Regions from separate parts of the Mus musculus genome. Here region 1 is linked to region 2. A link is a contact called in public Hi-C data. All regions are on one chromosome and are shown on one strand. The core of a region is the stretch at or near the end of the contact, and the rest is flanking DNA. Distances in the headings are between cores, read along the strand shown. Region 1 overlaps Rbfox3 (RNA binding protein, fox-1 homolog (C. elegans) 3). Region 2 overlaps Timp2 (tissue inhibitor of metalloproteinase 2).

Region 1 (5,081 bases), core at 1,048-3,547, 400 kb before region 2:
TCAGGGTGAGGCCCAGAGCAGTTTGAGTGTCCCTGGAGGATGGAGATTAGGGTGGGGCTGAGCCCCTGGGTCTGTAGCACCCCTGGGTGACTGAGTTTCACTTTAGCTCACTTTCATGATGACTTTCTAACCACAAATTGTATTTTCTTGCTGGATGCCTGAAAAAAGTCCCCATAAACACTAAGTTGCTATGCTAGTCGTCGTCCCCCCGCCCCCGTCCCCTGTCCCATGCAAGACACCTTTCAGGGCTGGGAAGGAGCTAGCCACCTGGAGAGGGGTGCCCCAGGGAGCTGTGTCCCTTTGACGGGCACACATGCTGGAGCACACCTGTGGAAGTCAGAGGTTAGTTCTCTTATTCTTCCATGTGGGCTTTGAGGCTCAAACACAGGTCGTTAGTCTTGGTGACAGAGCCTTGACCTGCTGACCCCTCTCACCAATGAAATTTTAAAAAACAGCGATTAAATCTTTGTTAAGAAAGCCTGAGGTTTGGTGCTAGGAATGGAAGGGGTGTCTCAACCTTTAATCAAATAGTGTGTTTGCCAAGGGCTCCTTCCACCTGGCACTGTGGTGGCTGAGGGCACAGGGAATGGTGTCTCTACACCTTCCTTTGAGGTGATTTAAGCTTTCTGGACAACAGCTCTCTCAACTGGGCAACCAGGGCTTTGGCAAAAAGGTGGGTTGGAAAGGAGATGGGGGCTCTGTGACCCAGGGCCACCACTGTAAGATACATCTGCTCCATGGCGGACAATAAGCAGACAGTAAGCAGACGGGGGAGCCTGGGATCTGCTGAGGTGCGTGACATGGAGTCTACACAGCATGCAACCCCGTGTGCACACGAAAAGCAATGGAGTTACTCAGAAATGTGCACCACAGCCTGGATGGTGAAGCCTCTCTTCGCCAGCGTGGCTTCCCCAGCCACTCAGATCAGCCCACTTCAATCTGAGCTTAGCTTCATACTGAAGACTTCCGCCTGGGCTTCTAATACTCACAACTCAGTGCTTACTGGGGAACGTCCCAGGAACATGGGGGTTGCAGGAGTCTGGGGGAAACTCAGGTAGGAGAGGTGTTGCCAGAGACCACCAGGACAAGGTTTCTGACAAGACTTTGCAAGGATGCCATGCCAAGACCAGCAGAGCAGGTGTGAAGGTGGCTTAGCAGGAGCATCTGCCCATGCTGGCCCAGCCCCGGCTCCCGCTGGAGGCATGCAGGAAGCAGGGTAGTGGAAAATCCATGTGCCAGCTGACCTGTGTGTGCTCTTGGGAGAGACCAACTCTTTAGCAATGTCATACCAGAATGAAGCTTCTTGGTGACATCAGCGAGACACCAGACACCGTGTGTGAGTTTGAATGAGAATGGCCTCCGGAGAATCATGTTTGAATAGTTGATCTCCAGTTGGTGGAACTGTTTGGGAAGGATTAGGGGGTGTGGCCCTGGGTGAGGTACTGGGACTAGGCTTGTTCGAGGTATGAAAGGACTCACATCATTCCCAGCATGCTCTGCCCTCCACTGTGGCTGGCTGTTCCTGCTGCCATCCAGGCCTTTGCTTTCCTGTTATTGACTTTAGCCCTGTGACATGGTAGGCCAAAATGAACATTCTTTTATAAGTTTCCTTGGTCATGTATTTTGTCACAGCGATAGAACAATAACTAATACACCCAGGAGGCTGAGTCCTCTCAGTGTCTGTCCCCTGGACCCAAGAGAATGCCTGCTTATCACCTAGGTGACTATTTTCTATCTGCAGTGGGTATCTGTGGGCCTGTTGTCCAGCATCTGTCCCCATTCATGATGGCATATAGCACACAGCCTCAAAAGAACCAAATCTGTGCAGCCAGATGTGGCCAGATGACCCAGGGACCTATATTTAAAATCCCAGGTAGGTCTCTGGTTTTGTCGACCCCTGTTGTGTGTGACTGGAATCCTTCTGGGATGGATCTTGCTGGGTCTCTTTGGGAACGTGCTTTGGTGGCCACAGCTTCACAAACTGCTTGACAAAGTCCAAACGGGACACAAAGAGGAGAGATGACCTGCTAACCTGGGGAGGGGGAAAGCTCAGAGGCAGGGTGCTTTCCCAGCATGCCTAGTGCCCTGGGTTCAACCCTCAGCTCTGCAAAAAGGAAGAGAAGAAAGAAGAGGCGAGGGATCCTTGGAGTCTAGGAAGGGAGAAGTAAAATCCGGAGAAATCTGGACAGGAAGTGAGCGAGAGACTTCTTATTGCCAGGAGACCCAAGCTGTTAGAAGGCAAGAAAGGGGAGGAGCTCTGTAAGGAGGCCCCGCCCCCACAGCTGCCCCAGACATCCATTTCTGTGTTGGGCCGCACCCACATGATGCCTCCAGCTTACTCATGTCACAGGCACCCCAACCCTGTGACAGCTGAAGGGACTGGAAGCCAGAGACCGTCTCCTCTCAATCTCCAGCACACTCTTATCCTAGACGGCCGGCCCCTCTCACAGTGGCAGCCACAAGCCCCGCAGTGACTAAGACTCCCTTTCAGCAACTGGGCTGTGCATGGGGAAACACAGCCCCCCTCACAGGGGCAACACAGCCCCTCTCACAGAGGCAACCACAAGCCCCGCAGGGACTGAGACTCCCGGGGAAACACACACCGCTTCCCCAGACTCATTTGAGACTGGCCGGTTTCCTTACCGACGGTGTGCATAGGGCTGAATTGTTTTGAACCTGTGTTTGTTGTTTGTTTTTTTTGTTTTGTGTTTGTTTTTTGAGAGGGTCTCACGCTGACCTTGAACTCTTGGTCTTCCGGTCTCAGCTTCCTGAGTGCTGAGCTCACAGTCATACAGCCAGGGCACCAGGTTCCTTTTTCCTTTCCATGTGGCGTCTGGAAATGAAGATTGTACGTGTAGTTTGCATGATACTCCAGCTGGATATTGCTGGTCTCAAGGCAGAGATTCCCGCTGATAGTCATAGAGCCTAAGCGGTTGATGTGAAAGACAGATGTTCAATAAGCGTGCTAAAACGTGGCAGGGGTGAGAGACAGGTGCCCTGGCACATGGACAGAGCTGGAGATATAGGTTCTGCCGAAAGCTGCGGCGGGGCTCTGCAGCTCTCAACTGGGTTCTCTCTTCCCACTGATGGATCTGCTACCCCCCACCCGCCACCCCTCCTCAGAGCCCTAACGCTTCTACTTTTGGGAGGCCCAGGCTCTTTGCAGACCTCTGGCTGGTCCAGGGCAGGCAGCTTGGGCCCTGGTCAGTGCATCCGGAGGAAGCTCTCATTGAGAATGCGTGGCCTGTCGGGTGCCATCGCAGGAGCCTCGGATAAAGTGTTCCTATGAAGAAGATAATTGAAAATCAAAAAAGACTTTGTTAATTTGATTAGGCAGAGCCGTAGTTGAATTGTTCTTCATCAAAAGAGATTTAATTTTGACATGCAATTAAACCCTTCTGCTGTAAGATCTGCCCCTCGTGCTGGGGAAGGGCTGGGCAGCCTGGGGCGGGGTGTGGTGCTTGGAACAGTCGGGTGGGGGTGGGGCTGAGAAGGGGAGAGGTGTGGGGATTGGAGGACCAATGGAAATTATGACAAATGAGGTCAGGGCATGGCCAAGGAAGGGGTTATCACAGGTTGCGAGAGAGAGCAGAGCGCCTCAAGCTGACAGGGTTTGAATACAGGAGCAGATGGACGGGGGAGAGGCGGGCCAGAGAGGCTTTCCAAGAAAAGGGAGGTCACTTCCAGGAATCTGAGAGGATGCAGATTCCTGTGGCCTTAAAGACTCGTGTTTCCCAAGAGGGAAAATCTAGGGGCATCTGGTTTTGTGACATAGGATGGCTTTCTGGGAACATGAAACCATGTCCAGTCTGGGGCTGGAAAATGCTGTGTGGATCTGCACTGTGGGGGCTGAACCTGAAGGGCTGAGGGCAGGGTGGCAGGGTGGCAGGGAACCAGTGTGGCCTAGGACAGCCGCTGTGAGGAGAGCTAGAAAGGCTACAGCCTTGCTATAGAACTGCTGACCACTGGGACAGGTGTGACACAGGCCACACAAAGCCTTTTCAAGTGAGCTGCATGGCAGAGGGGCTGAAGAGACGCAGCTGTACTCCTAATGGGAGATTTGTCTGCTCCAGGAAGTGGGCAGGGCCATTCTGTGCAGGTCACCATATGGTAGAGAGCGTGGCAGTCCAAAGTAGTGGGAGAGAGGACATTGGTTAGGTCGAGATGCTTCCCTCAGGTTAAAAATAACCTTCACCCCAACTCTCACCCCCACCCAGCCCTCACCCCCACTCCCACCCCACTCCAGTCTCACCCCCATCCCAGCCCTTACCCTCACCCCCACGCCCACCCCGAAGGCTCCACAGGACTGGGCTGTAGGCCTGGACTTAAGGGCTCCTTCTGAGGCACGGGCAGCCTTGAGAAGGTCCCCTAAGCCCCACCCCAGGCTTCCAGGCCCCTTCACACTCTCCTCGTGGGCTGTGCCATGGTGAGGAAGTTTCCAGATTACTGCCAATGCTCCAGCAGGGCAAGGGTTATGCCCGGCAAGGCAGAGATCGATGTTCTGTAATTAGTAATTAGTAAATGTTTTCTAGACCCATCCTAGAAGTCGGGGTCATTGTGCAAATAGCTACATTACCTCAGCAACCCAGCCTGGACCCGAAGGGCCTCAAGACAGAGAATGCGGAGGAGGAACAGCCTCCTAGAGCCCACACAGCTCCTGGTGGACCCCCTCCCAGCCCCATCCTGCCTGCCCGAGAGGGAGTAGGCATAGTCCCCTGAGATCTCCTGCCAGCCACCACCAGCTCCCTAATGCTCCACACCAGGACACTCCCCACCTGCTTGCTCTGAGGAGAGTCCTGGAGACCCTCTGACTTAACAGTGACCCCCTCACTGAGGGATTCCTTAGGGCTTCCCTCTTCCTGGTGCACTCACAAGGGGGTGCCCCCCACCCCCATTGCCTTCCCAACTACTCGGACCTGTGATGCTGGGATGAACGGGATCTGCAGTCCTATAGGTGGAGAAGCTGCGCTTTCTGAGGAAGAGATCAAAAATTCTTGTGCTTGTGGAGGCTGGGAGTGTGGACATGTCAATCGTGGCCATTTTAGACACCTTGGTGCCACCAGACACTAGTATAGAGTAAT
Region 2 (5,028 bases), core at 1,906-4,405:
CACCATTTCTGCTGAAAGAGTTTCCTCTGCTCTCCTGATAGTTTTCATCTACACGGAGTGCCAATTGCTGTCCCCGACCCTTTCCCCAGCCCTGTCCCAGCAGGTAAGCTGGGAGCAGTCTATGAGGGCCGTACAGCTTGTGCATAGCAGAACACACGAGCATTGAGTAGCCTGTGTGAGCAGTGTTGCCCAGGGGTTAGGCCCACAGCATGATGTTACATACTGGGCCCGGTGGGTGTGTGGTTCTGAGCAGCCTGAGTCCGAAGCCGCCTGCTACCGTGCTCCTCATCTGGCTGGACCGTAGTGATATCCCACAGGGGTTTGGAATCTGCTTTTGTTTCCCGGTTGTCAGACCTCGTTTCTGCCTGACTGTTGGCTGAGGCTCAGTGTTGCATGATACGGGGCACCCTGCAGCACCACCTCCATCCAGAGGAGTCGAGTGGGTGTTGCGGCGTCCCTCAGCCTAAAGATGCGGTCACAACTGGACCTCATGTTGTGTAACCGAGCCTCCCAACTTAGTTGGAAGCCACAGCCCAATGAGCAGACCCATCTTCCCAGGGCGCAGCACATTGTTTTTGTTTCCATTTACAAAAATGGTATTTGTGGCCCATGTTCTGAGTAAGGGATTGCTTCTCCTCAGCTACACTGAGCTAAAAGTAGGTGTAGGGATGGGTGCTGAGACATGATGAAGGATGAGTCACCTCTGCCTGGACAGTAACACCTACACTGTCCCTTGGCAGGGAGCATGTGGAAAAACCCTGCCCTCTCCCACCTGTCTCTATACGAGGCTAAAGGGGGATGGGCTAGCCTTGGCTCAGGCCAGTGGTATAGGTTGTAAATCCAACCCCTAGGATCTCCTCATGCTAAAACAATGACTTCCAGCGATTCCCTGAGGAGATGTCATGACTGCCTTCCCATCTTATCCGCAAAGGGTCATGAGTTAGTGTGGACCCCATTTCACCCTTTAGGTTACACTGAGACATCTGAGTGGCAATGCAAAGTCCTCGGGTGTGTAACCTGGAGCCTCCACAGCACCCTCCACTCTCCTCACCCATCAGCCTCAAGGACCACAGTGACAAGAGTAAAGGCTCTGTCACTCAGGGGACAGGCAAGGGGTCAACACGCTGACTCCCCAGTCTTGAGAGTCCGTCTCCTCCCTCATGCCCAACTTCAGCCATCTCTGTCACTGGCATCTGCATTCTTGACGGGTGTTCTTACGCGCGCTCGACTGGCCAGGAAGAATGACGCTGCAACAGGATCCTTCTGCACACGTTTATTGGGAGAGCTTGATTGTAGAGGCGAAAGACCCCGAGCCCAGAACTGGTGCTGCTTTTATAGGCCTAGGAGAGGCATGTCTCACACCCGGATTGGTTATGCACTAAGCCTCATTTGCATGTTCCTCATCTGATTGGCTACTCTCTCTCTCTGTACCTCACAGAGCCTCATTATCATACCTCATTTGCATGTCTCACATCTGATTGGTTATACTCTCAGTACCTTACAGAACCTCATTATCATGCCCGGGCCAGGCAGTGTCTTTGCAAAAAACTTTACTGCATATGTACACATTGGTTGTTTGTCCAAACTTATGCGTGGTGGCCAGCAGTAGTCAGTGCCACTCTGCAACGGCACATGTGGCTTCCCACAGGGTGTTCAGAGGACACTCCTGCTTGACACCACTCAAATCCTGAGGCATTGGTTCTCATAGATAGCACTGCTGGCCAGGGTTAGAGCAGTCCATATTCACACTCCAGGCCTAGCCTACTGAGATGGAGTATTAAGGGCGAGTGTGAGGCTTCTGGGTTTGTACAGAGCTCTGTCTGGTTGCAGAAGAGTCCAGGCATGGAGGCTGCCTTTATCCTTCGCCTCCTGAAGCACTCTTGCCCTGCACCTCCTCAGAGCACTGTGTATGCCAGAGCTTCTCCCGGCTTTGTGTCTCTGTACCCACAGGGGCAGGGGGCAGAACCTTTATTCCGACTACGTGCTGCACTCACCAGAATCCTTTTCATCAAGCTCCATCCTCGCATCTCTGCCCCATGCATTTTCTCCAGTGTACATGTACTCAGAAAAGTCTCCGGGGCTGACCGTGTGCTGGACAGGCACCCTGTCTACCCAGATTTGCAGGACAGCAGCAGTCACTGTCCACAGGTTGGGGCATGCCTGGGATGTCCACCAGGTGAGAGACGCAGGTGCCTGCACTGCTCACTGCCACACTGGCTGAGCCAGTCAGTGGTGACTAGGATGATCCACTGGGACACACTTGGCTCAGTCACCTCTCCCTACCTAACTGCCTGCATGGCTAGCACATGTACATATGCTAAGCACCAAGCCGTGCATGCACATGCTAACAGCAGCACCCAGGACTCCATATCAATGAGAGGATGCGTTTAGAAAAGGGGCATGAGTTTGGGAGTGGGGCAGGGACCCTCTCTAACCTGTATTGTTCCCCCTCCCCAACAAGTACATAAGAGCAAGAGATCAGAGTCCAAAACCAGACAGGGTCTGGCCTCTCACCAGTCTTCAGAGGATCCAGACTGGGGAAGCTATGGGCCCTAGACCATCTGGCTGGACACTTGAGGGCTATCCTGAATGTCCTTCCGTACTCCGTGGCTTGGGGTGGGGCTCTACTGATGAGGGGCTGGGGAATGAGAACGTACATTCTGCAGTGCCCCTTCAGACATGGTGTATGGGCTCTGCTCACAGCTCCATGCCTTAGTGTCCCATTTATAGGCCCAGGATTGTCAGTGCTAAGCACTAAAGCAAAGGCCCAAAGGTCTGGTCATCCTAGGGTCTGCTCCTGGGAAAGGAGCGAACGAAGAAAGATGACCGACATCCGTCTGTCCATCCGTCCATCCATCTTTCCATCCACAGCCACCAAGTGAAGACCCCAACCTGCCTCAGTGCTATGGGAAGACAGATGGTTTACAGGGGTCGGCAGAGTGCCCTTGGGGATCTCTCTGGGCTTTCTCTGCCCTGCTCTATGCTGCCCGGCTTGCCCGGCTTCGGGATTTTACAGGGCTGAGCTTGGCTCCCGTGAGGCCCTTGGCTTCTTGGCATAGAAACTGCGGAGCAGCAGCCTCCTCCACAAAGCCACACTGTTCTCAGCAAACCCTCCCACGAGCGGGATGGATGTTTTTCAAATGATTCAGCGGCACGTGAATGGGAAGGGCCGCACTTAAGGCCTTGGCATGAGATTCTGCTGGCCCGCCACTGTAAAGGAAGGGTTGCAGGGCGTGGGCTTGGTTCCACCAGGCCTAGAAGGATAGAGCCAGGGTCCTGGGGGGCATGATGCAGCTGGAGGGCTGGGCCAAGAATGCTTGTAGCTTGCTTCTGCTCGCTCATATAGATGTGCCATCGCCCTCCCGGAGAAGAGCCAGAGGAATGGGCAGGAAATGGAGATGGGAAAGCTGGTCTCCATGGAGACGGGCATCTAGCGGACAGCCGCCCTCCTGTGCATGCGATCATGCTAGAATCTGAGCGGTGGGCAGGGAGCCTGCTGCTAGGCAGGCCTGGCACATTCCCAGGCACCAGTCCATGAGTGGTGTGGCCCAGAGCTGAGTGTCCTGCAGTCCCTTGGCCAGAGCTTTGGAACCCCATCCCCCTCCTCCCTCACCCTCAGCCACACCCATCGGCTCGCCTTGACCTGGGTTGTTGTAGATGAACAGGTCTTGACCTCATCCTGAGTAGGCTCGGCCCTTCCCCAAGGCTGGAGTCCTGCTTGGCTTCACACTCCCCAAAAGCCCAGTTGCTGCCTATGAAGGGACAGATCATCGGATTTGGGAGTTTCTGTGGGAGGGGCTGGCTGGTCTCAGCTGCTGACAGAGGAAGGCAGTGTGGAATCCTGCTCACCAGCACAGGACTGTTTTTAATTACTGAATGACAGCCCCCTTTTCCTTTTTAGGGAAATGAGAGAAAAAGGATTTGGGGAAGGTCTTTTTTTTTTTTCCCCCACCAACCAGAGTGGCTGGGCGTGGAGCAAACAAGGCAGGGTAGAGTTCAGTGGACGACCTCAGCAATCTGCAGAGGTCACCGTGAGGTCACAACAGTGAGAAGGTTGATCACCATGAAGCCAGAGACAGCAGGTAGAGCTGGAATCCTTGGTACCTGAGGACTTGTGAGCACCAAACCTGCCTTTCATCCCTTGCGACACCTGGCTGCTCACCTATAACTCTACATCCTCATGCTGAGGTGTTGCCTCAAGACCTGGGAGCCAGAACAGGTTTTAGGGCTCCAGGACAAAGCCCCTCTGTTGACCACTATTCCCCATCTTCAGTGGGTCCTCCAGCCAGTGAAGTCGTCCCATTCTAAGGAACAAGAAAGGTCCATCCAAGTGGTCGTCCCCATGCCCTCCACAGCCCAACTCAGGTCCCACAGCAGTTCAAGGACAGCATCCTGAACACTGTAACCATCTGATGGCAGCTGTCACAGGACAAAGCCAGGACGGTGTGGCTGATCTTACGTCCCCAGCCGAGGGTATAGAATTGGGGCATTGCCCAGTTCTTCTCCAGGCTGACTTTCAGAGTTCAAGACAAATTAATCCAAATTCAATGGAAAGGCAGCCTGGCTGACCAGCTATGTGTATTGTGATGCTCTCTCTAAAGGGACAAGAAACTGATCCCAAGGGGCCACCTCAGTCAGGGTCTAGTTATGGGTGCCGTTGGCACTTTGCTAGCTGAATGGAGGATGTAAAGGACAAGACCTTATCACCCCACCCCTTCATCCCCAAGCAGAACAGACTGGAGAAAGCCACCAGAGCCTTTGTTTACTCTGGGAGAAAGATTTTATATATATATATAATCCGGCTAAATTGACTGGCAAGAACTCTCTCAAGAAACAAAGAAGTAGAGTGGCTGACTTTAGTTAGATATCGGCAGCTGGGCCTAAAGTTACCGCATTTGTATCCATTTGTATCTATTTGTATGACGGGATTAGGGAGGTCTTTCTGTAGCTAGACCTAAAGTTACTGCATTTGTATCCATTTGTATCTATTTGTATCGATGGGATGAGGGAGGTTTTTCCCTGAGGGAT

The links. A called contact is a pair of places that touch in the nucleus more often than the background predicts.
Region 1: a Hi-C map of myocytes shows a contact between it and region 2, with 2.3 times the contacts expected there. The contact joins two enhancer-like sites. A contact is called at or near these places in 6 of 484 Hi-C or Micro-C datasets (cerebellum, cortical neurons, myocytes and 3 more) and 1 of 115 datasets of contacts at active chromatin or transcription factors (embryonic forebrain).

Annotation. Positions count from the first base shown.
Region 1 is chr11:118,726,852-118,731,932 of GRCm38.p6, reverse strand. The region is part of intron 2 of Rbfox3 (RNA binding protein, fox-1 homolog (C. elegans) 3); the gene reads left to right. Among named protein-coding and RNA genes, the nearest start is that of Gm11750, 56 kb to the left of the region's middle. Within about 2 kb of position 2,297, at least 15 of the 459 cell types and tissues checked have an H3K27ac peak or open chromatin away from gene starts, as enhancers often do. A contact at or near this core is called in cerebellum and myocytes, where this site is marked.
Region 2 is chr11:118,325,883-118,330,910 of GRCm38.p6, reverse strand. All of the region lies in intron 1 of Timp2 (tissue inhibitor of metalloproteinase 2), which reads left to right. Among named protein-coding and RNA genes, the nearest start is that of Cep295nl, 14 kb to the left of the region's middle. Within about 2 kb of position 3,155, at least 175 of the 459 cell types and tissues checked have an H3K27ac peak or open chromatin away from gene starts, as enhancers often do. A contact at or near this core is called in cerebellum and myocytes, where this site is marked.